Linked DNA regions of Mus musculus: all the other regions are linked to region 1. The links are chromatin contacts, called in public promoter capture Hi-C maps. All regions are on one chromosome and are shown on one strand. Each heading gives the region's core, a stretch centred on a gene start, on an enhancer-like site or on the middle of the called end of the contact. The rest is flanking DNA. Distances are from core to core; before and after follow the strand shown. Region 1 holds the start of Rbmx (RNA binding motif protein, X chromosome). Region 2 holds the start of Fgf13 (fibroblast growth factor 13). Region 3 holds the start of Smim10l2a (small integral membrane protein 10 like 2A).

What was found. Promoter capture Hi-C pulls out the DNA fragments that hold promoters and counts their contacts.
Region 2: a contact with region 1 is called in a promoter capture Hi-C map of hippocampal neurons, with 5 times the contacts expected there. The contact joins the promoter of Fgf13 here to the promoter of Rbmx in region 1. A contact is called at or near these places in 5 of 39 promoter capture datasets (cranial neural crest, hippocampal neurons, liver and 1 more).
Region 3: a contact with region 1 is called in a promoter capture Hi-C map of the HPC-7 cell line. The contact joins the promoter of Smim10l2a here to the promoter of Rbmx in region 1. A contact is called at or near these places in 4 of 39 promoter capture datasets (the 3T3-L1 cell line, the HPC-7 cell line and cranial neural crest).

The regions. Positions count from the first base shown.
Region 1 is chrX:57,390,395-57,395,093 of GRCm38.p6, forward strand. Rbmx (RNA binding motif protein, X chromosome) reads right to left here and starts at 2,642. Exons shown (of 9, transcript NM_011252.4): 1 at 2,458-2,642; 2 at 1,173-1,304; 3 at 878-984. The coding sequence starts at 1,281. Snord61 (small nucleolar RNA, C/D box 61) reads right to left here and starts at 1,115; the gene lies at 1,054-1,115.
Region 2 is chrX:59,132,071-59,136,769 of GRCm38.p6, forward strand. It overlaps Fgf13 (fibroblast growth factor 13), which reads right to left and starts at 2,366. Exons shown (of 5, transcript NM_010200.3): 1 at 1,807-2,366. The coding sequence starts at 1,993.
Region 3 is chrX:56,371,723-56,376,421 of GRCm38.p6, forward strand. Smim10l2a (small integral membrane protein 10 like 2A) reads left to right here and starts at 2,795. Exons shown (of 2, transcript NM_183030.2): 1 at 2,795-3,486; 2 at 4,308-4,699. The coding sequence starts at 2,915. The coding sequence ends at 3,151.

The DNA of each region.
Region 1 (4,699 bases), core at 1,392-3,891:
ATTTCTACTACATGCAAGAGATTCACTATTCTACTCCTAAGGGAAATAAAAGTCTAAGTAGGTGTTCAAGTTGTTACCAAAATAAAAGGAGCTATGTGCTCTAAGATATACACAGTATCACATAACATCATCATATACTGCTCTGAACTAACTTTTTTTTTTGTTTTTTGTTTTTTTTTTTTTTGAGACAGGGTTTCTCTGTATAGCTGTGGCTGTCCTGGAACTCACTCTGTAGACCATGCTGGCCTTGAACTCAGAAATCTGCCTGCCACTGCCTCCTGAGTGCTGGCATTAAAGGCGTGCGCCACCACGCCCGGCTAATGCTAAGGGTTATATGCCTAACAAAGTTAGTTCAGGCCAGGCGTTGGCGGTGCATGCCTCAACACTTGAAATGCAATCCCAGCACTCAGGAGGCAGAGGCAGGTGGATTTCTGAGTTCGAGGCCAGCCTGGTCTACAGAGTGAATTCCAGGACAGCCAGGGTTACACAGAGAAACCCTGTCTCAAAAAAAACAAACAACAAAAAAAATAAATAACCCTTAGCATTAGCCACAAAATTTGGTTGTGGAATCACAATAAAATTCAGTCTAGAGACTGGGCATGGGTCTATTTCTGACACACCGAGGAAGATCTGTGAGTTTGAGGTCAGCCTGATCTTAGTCAAGACTACAAAAGACATTGAGTCAAGACTGACTCAAAAAAAAAAAAAAACCAATAAAATAAAATTCAGGATAGTAGTGTCTGTGAACAGAAGTCTCTTAATATGCATGCATACACAAAATAAAAATTTCAGAGCTCTGCTGGACTGAAACTTAGATAACACTTTTTAGTTATTTTTGTCACTAAGAAACACCTTTTTATTAAGCAGACAATCATACCTTTCCATTCATGTCTCTGGCAGCATCCTTTGCATCTGCTGGGCTTTCAAAAGTGACAAAAGCGAATCCTCTTGACTTATTCGTTTCTCGGTCCTTCATCAAAAGAACTGAAACAGTTGGGGGGGTGGGGTTTAGTTTCATTCAAACAAAGATAATCAGCGCACATCTGCGAGAAGCAAGCTCAGAACTTCTTAGAGGACAATGCATTTATCATGTCGGAAGATCAGTGGATTCAAATTCATCACAGCTTGTCTTTTAATTTTATTAATATATCATACGATTTTAGATAACTCACCTTCCACTATTCGTCCATATTTGCCAAACACTGCCTCAAGGGCTTTCTCATTCGTCTCTGTATTAAGCCCACCAATAAAGAGCTTTCCTGGGCGATCTGCTTCAACCATTTTTCCTCTTAACCGATGGGGGTCTGCTGAAAAATGGTATTATTATCTCTCTGTAGAAAGTCCCCAAAGTTTATTGAACAGCTTAATTATGGCTCATGTTTTGTTAAAATCTTTATTCTTTAGTAACTAAAGATACCAATAAACCTCAAGTGTGGTAGAAAATCAATTGAAATACTTTGGCTAACAGTGCAGCGCAATTTTCATTAACAGGGTTAAAAGGGCCTGCCTAATTTACCATCTTCATCTGCCCTGCTTTTAGTCAATGAAGAGCTACTCAACACTTAAAAAGGCTACTTTTAAATGTATTTTACTTTTAATATAAGATTGCAACCTTAGAGTGCAGGAATTAACAGAAGGGGGCCACCACACCTGGCTATGGTCTTGATCTCTTATCTTTAAAACATTCCGTTACCTATCAACCTACTTGCTATCCGCCCCACCGCCCCCAACCCGAAGCCAAAGGTATAAAAGACTTCCTATTCATTCAAGGTCACCAGCCAGACACACCAAGTAAGGAGCAAGCCCTTTCCACATTTAGATTCCCTAGTTAAGTTTAGGGACAAATCTCTACCTTAGGACAAAGTCGCTGCATCTAGCCCAACGAAAGATTGTTAGTTATCCGATCGAAAAGAAAAAGTGCCAGAGTCCGAAGATAACGGAACTCAGAATCACACACTCTTAACACTCTTTTCCAGTCCTGACACCTAATTAAGACTCATTAAAAACCGCGTGTTAAAGACAAAATGGCGACACTTGGAACGAACCCAGAACCACCAACAGCCTCCGGACGAACTAACTTTTGCATTGACAGTTGCAGCGAAAACTCAGAAAGCTTCCTCTCCTTGCCGCCAAGGACCAGAGGAAGCCTCAGAAGTCCACCAGCCTATCATTAGCACGGACGCTATTCTGGTGTTACTCCCGCGGTCCCAGCACGTCCCGCCCCACCTACAAAGCTGCGCCCTCCGCCCTCCCGCGACAGGGGACAGCCAAACCTCCGGGAGACGCACTCAGATAACTGACCCCATAATGTGCTGCTTCCACCCCTTCTGCTTTAAATAGGTTGACACCTTTGGGTGTCTTAAAATGGCGCCCGCCGCCACTATCTCCCGGGAAACAAATGACATCCAGCTCTAACAAGTCTGTATGGAAAACAGGCCAAGGAAAGGAAAGTCCTACCCGAGGGGACTGCGACGGTCTCAAGCTCCTCTGAGCTCGCCGACCGGACCTCCCGAGCAGCGCCGCACCAGTGACAGCTACCGATTTTCAGAACGGAACAGAAATGACGCTAGGACGACTGCGCAACGAGGGCGAACAAAGGAGACTGCAATCTTTATACTACCCGGGAACGAGGCTGAAGAACCCGGATGGAAATTAAGCTTAGAATTTGAAGCACGAAGGGAGGGGAGGGAGTGGTTCCCAGATTCTTCATTGGCTGTTCCCTTTGTCATTCACTAGTCACTCCGCCTCTTTCCTGTGTCTCTTAAAGTTCTGGCCGGTGCCGGATTTTAACCGTTTGCCCTGCCCCCATCCATTCTCCTCCAAGGCGCCTTTTAGCTTCGCTAAATATGCTAAAACACTGGACGGGATTTATTGACTAGAGAAGTAAATTTATTGAGCAACCTATTAGGTCAAACAAGGCGCAAAACTTTTACTTTTGCATGAAAATCCTAATTCCAAAAGCAATGTGAAAAAACGGTAGAATGCCAACGTTATAGAAATAAGAAACAAAGAAGTTTCGTTGATACTCAATAACTGGCTAAATTTTCTTGAGCAATAAGTAATACATTGGAAGAATCTGTTAAGTAAGTGTTAAGTGAAAACAGAACTTGATGACATTACAAAAATATCATTCATATAGAACGATTACTGAGTACCTACTTGATTTCTGTGCAAGTGAGACCAGAGTCAGGTGCCTCGGGGTTAAGACTGTCAAACAAAAATCCCTGACGATAGTTGGGAGTGCTTACCCACACATTTCATCCCAGTATTTGGGACGCTGAAGTAGGGCAGTTACGCGTTTCAGCACAGACTGGCTTTGTTAGAGTCTGTCTCAAACACCAAACCAAACAAAAAAAAAAAAATGCTACCAAGCATGCTTGAACTTTAAGTGAGCATTCTTAATTTGTTTTGTGTTTTGAGACAGTACCAGTCAGGCTGAGAGTGGTCTTGGAATTCACAGCTCTGATCCTGCCTCAGATTTCCAAGTGCTGGAATTACAGGCATGAGCTACCAGACCAGGTTCTGCATTCTAAATTTTTATCTGCTTGTGAAAGAAAAATAACAATTTAACCTAGAGGGGATTTTCTTTTCATTTCTTTTCTTTCCTTTTTCCTTTTTTCTTTTTCTGTTCCTGTCTGGCTGTCCTACAACTTGCTCTGCAGACCAGGCTGGAGATCCCTGTCTTTGCCTCCCAAGAAAAACGATTTTAGATACCAGCCTTTTATACTATGGATCATATTTCCTCATATGGGGTGATAGAATTGAATGTGGGCATAGTAGTAAAAGTGGCAATAATAAAAGGTTTCTGATACATAACAAAAATTCAATTCAAAATCAAATATATATGAGATATGTGGAAAGATTTATTAGAATGACTTACAGACTGTGGACCAGGTAATGCGACAATGACTGACTATGAACCCAGAAGTTCCTCAGTCCACGAGGCTGGATGTAGAGGCTGGTCTTCAGTAGATGCTAGAATCCCTAAAAAGTAGGCTCTAATGCCAGTGAAGGAATGCACTTGCTAGCAAGGTGAGAGCAAGCAGGCAAAAAGCAAAGGCTTTCTTATTCCAAGCCCTTATCTAGGACTTGGAAAGTATAGCACAGATTAAAAGTGGTTTTAGTACTCAGGATCTGGATTAAAGGTGTGTTTTCCTGCCTCAAGACCCAGATAGTCTTCCCACATCAAAAGATCTGAATTACAGGTGTGTCTTACCAGAAAGGTCAGGATAAGAAGTGGATCTTGCACTGAGTGTGGTGGCACACACCTTTAATCCTAGCATTTCAGAGGCAAGGCAGGCAGATCTAAGTTTGAGGCCAGCCTGGTTTACAGAGTGTGTTCCAAGACAACCTGGGCTACACAGAGAAACCCTGTCTCAAAACACACACTCTCTCTCTCTCTCACACACACACACACACCAAACACAACAAGTAGACCTTCCTACTTCAAATTAGGCAAAAATTCCTCATATACCTATGCCCTCCATTTTGGGGATTTTTAGTTGATTCCAGATGTTGTTAAATTGCCCCCCAAAGACTAGCCATTACACAAAGAAAGGAGAAGGAGTAGTTCAAGGGCAATGTTGAATACTTAATAATTTGATGTTAGCTATGGCTACAAGCAGCTTGGTCCTGTCCCCAAATGACTGCTCTTTGAATTTTAATCCACACAAACAAATGTTAAGAGATGAGCATTGGA
Region 2 (4,699 bases), core at 1,116-3,615, 1.7 Mb after region 1:
TTAACATAGAAATTTTAGTGGGGGTTAAAAATCAAACTATATTTTGAAAGAGTCCTCTGAAAGAAAGAAAACAAGCAAACAAATGAGAAATTTAAGGAAAAAACACATTAGAATATATGAAAAAAACATTTGATTTCTATTTCAAAACATTGGTAATACACTAAAGCTTTTGACACTGTCTACTATTTCTGATCACTGGCCCTTTTGTATCTAGTGGCACTCCACCTCGTTAAACATTCTGAATGAGTTGGCAAATGGTATAGTCTGCCTTCTGAATAATGTGTTACTTTTCATGTGGAAGGAAAATAAATACAAAAATAATGTAGAGTAGCTCGCCAACCGGTTGCCAAACCCACCAGCAACAATTTCCTTAAGAATAAGCACAATTTGTAGAAGGCTATCTATCTAACCTGGAATCCCATCAAAGGACCTCTAGCTACAAAACTGAGTCTCCCAACATAAGATAATAAAGAGTGGGTAGAAAAAACAGCCATCTCCAGCCCTATCAGATTTTTTTTTCCTTATGGAAAATGGATGTGAAAAGAACAGTTTCTGTTAATGAAGAGGAAGGAAAATAAAATCGTACTTATTTTCAAATTTAATATAAAACACATGATTACTCAAAACATAGGTTCTTGATTAAAATGATCATCAAGTATTAATCACCATAGATTAATCAAGCATTTAATTTATTTGCTTTCATTGAATACCGACACCTGCATTAAAATAATATTTATTGGTGTCACATAATCACACGTTGTAATGGCTTTTTTAAACAAATTTAATTCACAGCTTATGCATTACAAACTTTGTGCAAACTGAAGACGTATGCCTGCTTTTGGAAATTCCAGGGTGTGTAGAACACACAGAGAAATAACTGATGGATGAGTAAGTCTGGTTTGCTGTAATACTTGTCAAATAAAAGGCAAGAAAATGGTGCGGACGGTTTATATGGTCAAGAAAGGTAAATAAACTGCCTGCTCCCCTCCCTGCCCCCACCCCCACCCCCAAGGTCTACCTTGACGCAACCTGACACCTAAGGCTTTTGGAATTTCTTCTGTCGCGGAAATACCTTGCCACTCAGCACTGAAATGGTCCAAAAGGACCCACAACCTGAAGATGATTTAAGTGCTGTCTTTTGTCTTGTATTTAATGTCAAGTTATCAGTTTTACTAGTCTGACCAGGTCACTAAAATCTTTGACGCAAGGTTCTAGAATTATTGCCACCACCACAACCACCCCCCCTCCAGCAAACGCTTCAAAGCTGCCCCACAAGTCACGTCTGTCCCGAAAAGAAATGGAATGCCTAAACAGTGGAAAACTCATAGCCCTTGGGACTGGAACCTGGAGGGGAAGGGTCTGGCTGGCAGTGATGAAAGCAAGATAGGAGTTCCCCGGCTTTTCCAGGAGGGATGGGCAATGAAGTCAGCCCTGCTCCTCTCTTGCGATCTCCAAACCTACAGGACAGCCTGTCTGGGTTACGCCTTCCCTTAGCCCAGGGGCATGCACACCCATACATGCATGTGGCAGGTCTGAAGAGGAGGGCGCACCTCCAGGGCAAGCTATGCTCCTGGGCTCTGTGCCTGTCCCAGGGCAGTTGCATTGCAGCAAGCCTGTTTAACTGTTACAGAGGCAAGGAAAAAAAAAAAAAAAAGCAATCGCCTTCCCACGCACGCACACCGGCTAGGGGGCCTCATCTGCACAAGCTAGGCTCCAAACTCACCTACGCTTCCATGCCGCCCCCAACCCCCTTCACAGTCGCAAAGTAAGAGAGGGCAAAGATAAAAGGCAAAGCCCCTTTCCGACCTGGTCTCCTTCTGCGCCTCTTCTTGGAGCCAAAGAGTTTGACCCGGGAAAAGACGTTTAACTTGTTTTTGTCGCAGCTGGTCTTGCCTTTGCTGGGGCTGCTGACACACTTGCAGGCATTGGATTTCTCGCGCTCGCGGGCTTGTCTCTTTTGCCGGATGAGCGAGCTGGCGATAGCCGCCGCCATGGCCACGACGCCCACCACCACCACTTCTTCGGGGGCCCCTCTGCCTTCGCCTCCTCTCGCTCCTCCGCTGCTGCGCTGCTCGCGCCTTGGCCGCCTGGGTCTCCTTAGCCTGCGCTTGCTTGGCCGGGGCTTCTGGGCACTCCGGCTTCAGTCGCGGAGGGGGCTCAGCATGCCTTCTGAGCTCCTCCGAAGGTGCTCGGGCTCCCGCGCGGGTTCTGGTAGCCTTGGTCCGAACCGACGCCACAGCCCCGGGCCGGGATGGCAGGCGAGACTAGCAGGAGGCAGGCAGAGAGCTGCGCTTGTGACTGCGTGCGCTCGGCCCCTGAGCCCCGAGGACACGGTGCAAGTCCAAGCGGCTCGGGTCGGAGTTTCGCGGCACCCCCGCCCTGTGTCGCGTGGAGGGGGCCGGAGGAGGGAGGCGGGCGGAGGGAGAGCGCGCGGGCGGGAGAGAGGCCGCGGGCGCGGGCGGCGGGCGCGAGGAGGGAGGAGGCAGCGCACGGGGGAGCGCGCCCTCGCCCTGGCCCCTCCGGCGCTTCCACTAGTCCTTGCAACTTCGCCGCCTGAAGACCGGCAAAAGTTGGCCGGTGCCAGCTTTCCCGCAGGGATCAAACAGGTAATGGCCTGGCATCGTCGCTGTGGCTGCTGCTCTGGGCGCGGCACCGTCGCAGCACAGGAATTCAGTCGCTGCAGGCACCCTCCAGAAGAGCGCGACAGCCTGGCGGAGGCCCCCTCCCTGTCTCGGCGGCCCCTCCCTCCCGGAACCCAGCTACTGGCTCCCGCCCGCCCGCCGCCCCCGACCGCCCCACCCCCCGGGTGCAGAGTCCCCGCTCCCACGAACACCTGTAGAAGATCAAGACACTGCCCCGTTGCCCAAAGCCCTCTTTCCTTTTCCCTAAAAGAGGCTTAGGGAGAAACAGTGATGGAGGAGGCACTTAGGGTGAGATAGTTGCCTTGCAGGAGCTGGGCTGTGCTGGGCTTTGGGGCTGGGAGAAGAGGAAAGAGGGTGTGCATTGAGTACAGGACTCAGAGTTAGCCCCAGCCAGAACCCCAGAAGTTGCCCAGACTCCTGCACATGGCTCAGTAATAGCCCACATCCCACCAGAGACCTGCGGAGATATTTTGCATGGCGACACTTGTAGCCCTTCAGGAGAGGAGGCCAGGGCACACAGACGGGTTCAGCCCCCACTATAGCGGCAGCAGCAGGCACTGCAGAGCTGCTCCAGCACACCACGCTGCCACCCAGTGGTTTCTGCTGACTTTTCCTTTCGTGCTGAAGTGTACTGGCCAAGCCTCGTTGTTTTTTTTTGTTTTGTTTTTTTTTTCTCCTCGTCGCCCCCTCATCTGGCCATTTGGGAGCCACGCAGTGAGCCTGGACGTGTACCACGGGCAATATTGGGGGAAAAGAGCATAGCCCAGATCTTCATTTCAGCTCTGCTCCATCCCCCATTTCCTGCTTCCTTCTTTTACTTCTTCCTCAAAACCAAAAAGATTCATCTATAACCCCCAATTCTGGAATCAGCTTGGCCTTTTACTAGCTAATTTGTACTAATAGGTTCTTTCTCTCAGTCCTTGTAAATGCATTAATGAGATCATTAGTCCGTCCACCTCTGTACCTTTAGATGCTATTATTTTGCTGTTTTGTTTTAATCTCCAAGGCTAAATAGAAAGCTCTACTAGGGCTCTACGCTTTTTGTACTGGACCCTCTCCTCTTTCCCAGGTCATTTCAAAATAAACTAAAATGCAAAACCAATGCTTAACTTATCCAGAGTCTCTGAGAAAGCAAAGAAAACATCAGCTTAATTCATGGAGCGAAGACCCCTGGTTTGCTCCCACTGTGTCTGGAATGCCTGCACAGTTGGAGCTCCTCTTGTTCACTGTATTCCCATTTCCTTGTCATATAGACAACATCAGTCAAAATCCATTGAAAATTATTGATGAATGCGTGGTTGGTATTGATTCCAGATGGAAGAAGAGATGTCTCCACTCAGAAAGAACAATTGGTTAAATTTCAGGAACTAGGAAGGGAAGTATTTCATCGTAAGCTAGATCAGAAGAAACTTTGACCAGGACCAGATATTTGGGATTTGGAATGAATTTACTCTGGTACCTTATTCAAGGGCCCCTGTTCTTCAACTCATATTGCTTTTGGAATTCCAGGTCCAGTATATGAAAACGCTAAACAAGGACAAAGGTTTTATTTAGAAAAGGAACAGACTTGGCAAAGGATTAGGAAATATTACAAGGAAATGAAAAGGGCTTTCCTACATAGTTTTTCATCCATTTCTCCAGGAGAACTATTTACCATTTGCTTAAATAACCCCGGAATATTTTTAGAGTGCCTGTGGATTTATTGTCTTCTCTTGGTTAGATACTGTCAGTAAACAGACTCATAGAAGAAGACTTGAGCATATACAGCCAAGAGGGGCAATTACCATTACAAAGTACAAGTACGCAAACATCATCTGCTCTCCTAGTCCTTATGTACCATCAACTTGTTTGTGTTTTGACTGCGAATTGAACTCTCTGGCATGAGCACATGGGTCCACTGGGCCAACACTGACAACTTGAGTCCATGGGTATTTGCAAATACCTTTCCTGCTCAAATTCGTTTCTTCTCAGTTATTTCTCTAAACTTTATTTTTAGCTATTGCATAAAATATAAAAAAAAATTAAACTTACAACGGAAGTACCACAGTCTCTTAAAG
Region 3 (4,699 bases), core at 1,545-4,044, 1.0 Mb before region 1:
CCTAACACTGTGAGTTCTAGCCACTGCAATGAGACAAGGAATGGATATAAAGATTAGAAAGGACAAAAAGAACTGCCCTAATTCGTACATGATGGGATATACTAGTTACAAAGTTTCCCAGTGCTGAGGACACAAGATGAACACGCCAAAATTTCTATTTCAAGGGTAGGAGGATGGCTCTGAAAGTAAAGCACAAAGGGAGAGGACCTGAGTCACATCTCCAGAACACATGTAAAATGTCAGGCATGGAGGAACAAGGAGGGGGTTTGCTTGCTTGTTTGCTTGCTTTTGGCTTGTTGGAGGTTTTGTTGTAGATAGCCTCAACTGTATGTGAAGCATATAGGTAGGCATGACGGCATGACTGGCCTGGGACTTTTTTTTTTTTCGAGACAGGGTTTCTCTGTATATCTCTGGCTGTCCTGGAACTCACTTTGTAGACCAGGCTGGCCTCGAACTCAGAAATCCACTTGCCTGTCTCCCCAGTGCTGGGATCAAAGGCATGTGCCACCACGCCAGCCTGGGATTTGTTATGTAGACCAGGCTGGCCAGAAACGTGCAGAGGTCTGCCTGTCCTTGTCTGCAGAGTGCTGAGGACCAAAGGCATGTGCCATTACACTGGGTAGTGGCATATGTTTTTAATCCCAGACCTTGGGGAGGCAAAGACAGGCAGATCCCTGGGGCTCTCTGGCCTTCTGATCCACTTGGAGGGCCTCTGACCCTTAAGAGACTATCCAAAAAACAAAGAGGATAGTCTTCCTTGGTTTGTCCTCTTGCCTCTACATATAAGCATGCATGAATATGCCTATGTAACCACACAGGAATACATAGACATGTGTACACATATACATACACACATAATACATTTCTATATACTAATAATGAGCAAGCATATGGAAACTGAGATCAAAAGTCCAAAATCATTTATAATGGCTTCAAAGAAAATTAGTATTTTAGAGTACCTTTAACAAATGTATAAATGATATAAAGGATTTCAATGCCAATAAAAGAAATAAAAAACCATCTTGATGAACAAAGACAGATTCTGTTCATGGCTTAGTACAATCAGCATAGAAATGATGTCAGTTTCTCCCCCAAATTGGTCTATTTATTTAACACAATTTCCAGCAATGCCTTTTTGTACTCACAGACAAAATTGATTGTTGATTCTAAAATTATATGGATATGCACAGCCTCAAGCATAACTAAAGATGTGCTATAAACTAAAAATGAGGATGGAGGGGTCACTCTACTCCATATCAATATCTTTGATTTACACTCCTTATATCTAGTTGTTATATCTATTGTATATCTATTGTAAGTTGAAGACATCCTAAGACACAAATGCACTTACTCTGCCTAACCTACTGAACGTAAGCATCGCGCTGCAATGTGGAACCTTGGCTGTTTTGCCCTCACTTTTGCAGAGATGACCGAACAGTTCCCTGCATCTCTGGAGATGACCTGGCTTTGGATTGGATTCGGTGGACCCTGTTGATAGAAAGATCAGATGTTAACATGAAAGAGCGACCAGCAAATCCAACAGAAAAGCAACAAAATGCATGCGCCATTGAGTTGATGGCACTGTGTGGGACATTTTAGTACACTAAGAGTACACATTGAGCCACCCATAGCGCTGGCCACATATGTGGCAGAGGATGGCCTTGTTGGACATTAGTTGGAGAGGCCCTTGGGCCTGAGGGGGTTCCATGCCCCAGTGTAAGGGAATGCCAGGGCGGGAGGATCCTCACAGAGGCAGGGGGAGAGGGGATGGGATAGGGGGTTTCTGAAGGAAAGACCTGGAAAGGGGAAAACATTTGAAATGTAAATAAAGAAAATCCAATCCAAACAAAAAAAAAAAAGAAAAGAAAAGAAAAGAAATTGAAGGAATGTCTTAGGTAATGACTCAATCTGGCTATTTTTTTAAATGGTTATTCAAAAAGAAGAGAGTTACAGCAGACTAAGAAGACAGGAAAGAGAACTAGAAATCTGGATTACAGACAGTGTGATACAATTAGGTATGAGGACTAAGTTCTAGGTTCCTAGAGGACAAATCAGTGGCTATAGATTATAACAACCTATTGTGTTTTTAAATAGAACTAGAAGAGAGAAGGCTCCAAACACAGAGAAATAATAAGGTGAGAGGTTAATTACTATGATTTGATCTTTATGCATTGTATACATGGATTTAATTGTCACACTGTATAACTATGTAAAATTACGCCAACAAAAAGGACCGTAAGAAAATAAACATACATAAATAATTGAGATGTTAAGGAAAGAGAAAGGGGTAGAGAGAGAGAGAGAATAAAGAAAGGTGCAATGAGTCCTTTGACCTGGCTTCCTGGGGAGACAGTGGAGGGTGTTAGCGTGCATAGGAGAGAATTTCTGGGTATAGTTTCCTATCGAAATATCAATAGTTCCCAAGAGCTAGCCCTTAACTCCCCCACACCCTTGCTTAGCCGATTTCCCCAGTGAATCCTAGGAACACACCTTCTAGGCCACTCAGTCTTTGTACACACTAGGAAGAAAGAATACGATGAACAGGTGGGACAAACACTTGGAAGGTTTGGGACTTCGTGGAGAGAGGGTTCCTATCCATGGGATTGTGTCAATCCGGTGAAGCAAGTCTGGCCCTAGCCCTACAGCCATTGTGCAGCAGCTGGACCCTGTATGAGTTAATGATACCTGCGGAACTAGCAGAAGGACTTCTGCCTCCAGCCTGCATTGAGGGGGCGGAGCTGAGCAGCGGCAGGTCTGGAGAGAGGGCGGAGAGCTACAAAGGCGGCGGTGCTGGGGGTGGAGCATTGAAGGCTGCACGGACCCGGAGCCCTTGGGCGGGGTTGCGGACAGAGTGGGGTGGCGTGGCGCAGCGCATTGAGCTGGCTCTGCAGCAGGTGAGCGGTGAGCCAGGCCAATGGCGGTGACTGCGGCCCTCTCTGCTGCTGCTGCGGCGGCGGCCCTGTCTGGCCTGGCAGTGCGACTGTCGCGTTGGGCGGCGACACGCAGCTCCTACGGTGCGTTCTGCAAGGGGCTCACGCGCACGCTACTCACCTTCTTCGACCTAGCCTGGCGCCTGCGCGTGAACTTCCCCTACTTCTACATGGTGGCCTCAGTGATGCTCAACGTCCGCCTGCAGGTGCGGATCGAGTGAGCAAACGCCCTCCGCCACGGAGGAGAGGGCCATCCGCGCCTTCCGCGCCATCCTGGCGGCCGCAGGAAGGACAGCGGGGCGCACAGTGCCTCCAGACTGCGGCGGGGGGCGCAGGCGGCACGGCCCGGGCCCCTCCATTTTAGGTCTCTGCGAAGGGCCTGAGGAACCACATCCCATACCGCAAAAACCTTCACAGCCCAGTCCTTTTCCTCTGCATCCAGAGAATCACCAGAGTCTGGCAAACCTGTTGCCTCCCCATTGGCCAAAAGCGGGAGAGCCCAAAAGAGAGCATGCTACTACCACAGGACTTGATTTACCAGGCTCTGTGCCTAAAGGTAGGCGACCACAGGTTGGAATGGTGGGGGGGGGGGGTATGTGGCCACTGCATGTAAATACCCAGACTGGTTTATGGAAAGAGAGAATGCAGCGGGGCACACCGGCTGCCTGGTAGAGTGATTCATGATGGGGCGAGGGGCATCTTGGAGAGTCAGCTCATCACCAGCACACTGTCAGAGAACCCCCCGCCCCCGCCCCCACTTTCCAGGCATCCAACCCCTTTTTATGCAGAGGACTCCTGAGATGTCACCTGAACCCTAAATGGGAGAGGACTGGGCCAGTGAGGTCTCAGGAAGGCCCTAGACAGTAAAGATTATCCATCCATCTCTACCTAAGTCAGGTGAGCAGATAAAATGAACAGATCTTTTTGAGCCAATCCGAAGGCTGTCTCCTTCTTGGCAGGGAGGCCCAAGGATACTCTCTGCAGCTGTGCACAGCCCTTCCCAAATTGCCTGGAGCACTGTTGGGGATGGGGCAGGGGACTGGACTCAGCCACTTATTCCCCTAACCCGGTCTGAGGACCTTACTGAGGCTCTGCATCTGCAGACAGGGAAGAACAGGAAATACTTGGCTCTAGCCATCTCTTCCCCCACAAGCTGCTTCTCCCACCCTTTCCAGGCTGCCCAGGCTCCCTGAAGGACCTGCAGTGACACACTGGAGACCCAGAAGCCCATCTACCAGCCATGAGTGGCATGTCTGCTGTGTGCCACAGGGTGTGGAGAAGTGGGAAGGACTCTGGAAGCAGGCAGCTGCTCTCCGAATAGGGTAGAGAAGGGGAATGCACAGGAGGCCAACTCTGAAGTCTCTCTTTCTTTTTCAGGCATTGGTCTTCTGGGTGATGGCTCAGCCCTTCACTGAACATTTCAACTCGAATCCTAGAGGTGCCATTGATTCTGTAGCAGCACGGCTAGCAGCTGAGTGAAGAGCCTGCCTAGAAGGAGAAGAAGAAGAAGAAGAAGAAGGAGAAGAAGGGCCTTTCTGGTGAGCCCAGAGGGGTGAGGTGGCTCAGGTCACCTGGTCCCTCCACAGAAAAGGGTGGACACTTGGACACTGATATCTCCTGGCAACACTGTGAGGGAGATGTGTTCTCCCACCTCATGAACTCCATGGGGCTCAAGGAAGTGCCTGGGGTTTGCCCTTGTTACACAGAGAAGAGAGCTCAGCCTGCCCTGGACCGGCATTCCTCCACCCTTTCTGCAGTTTCTTCATGAC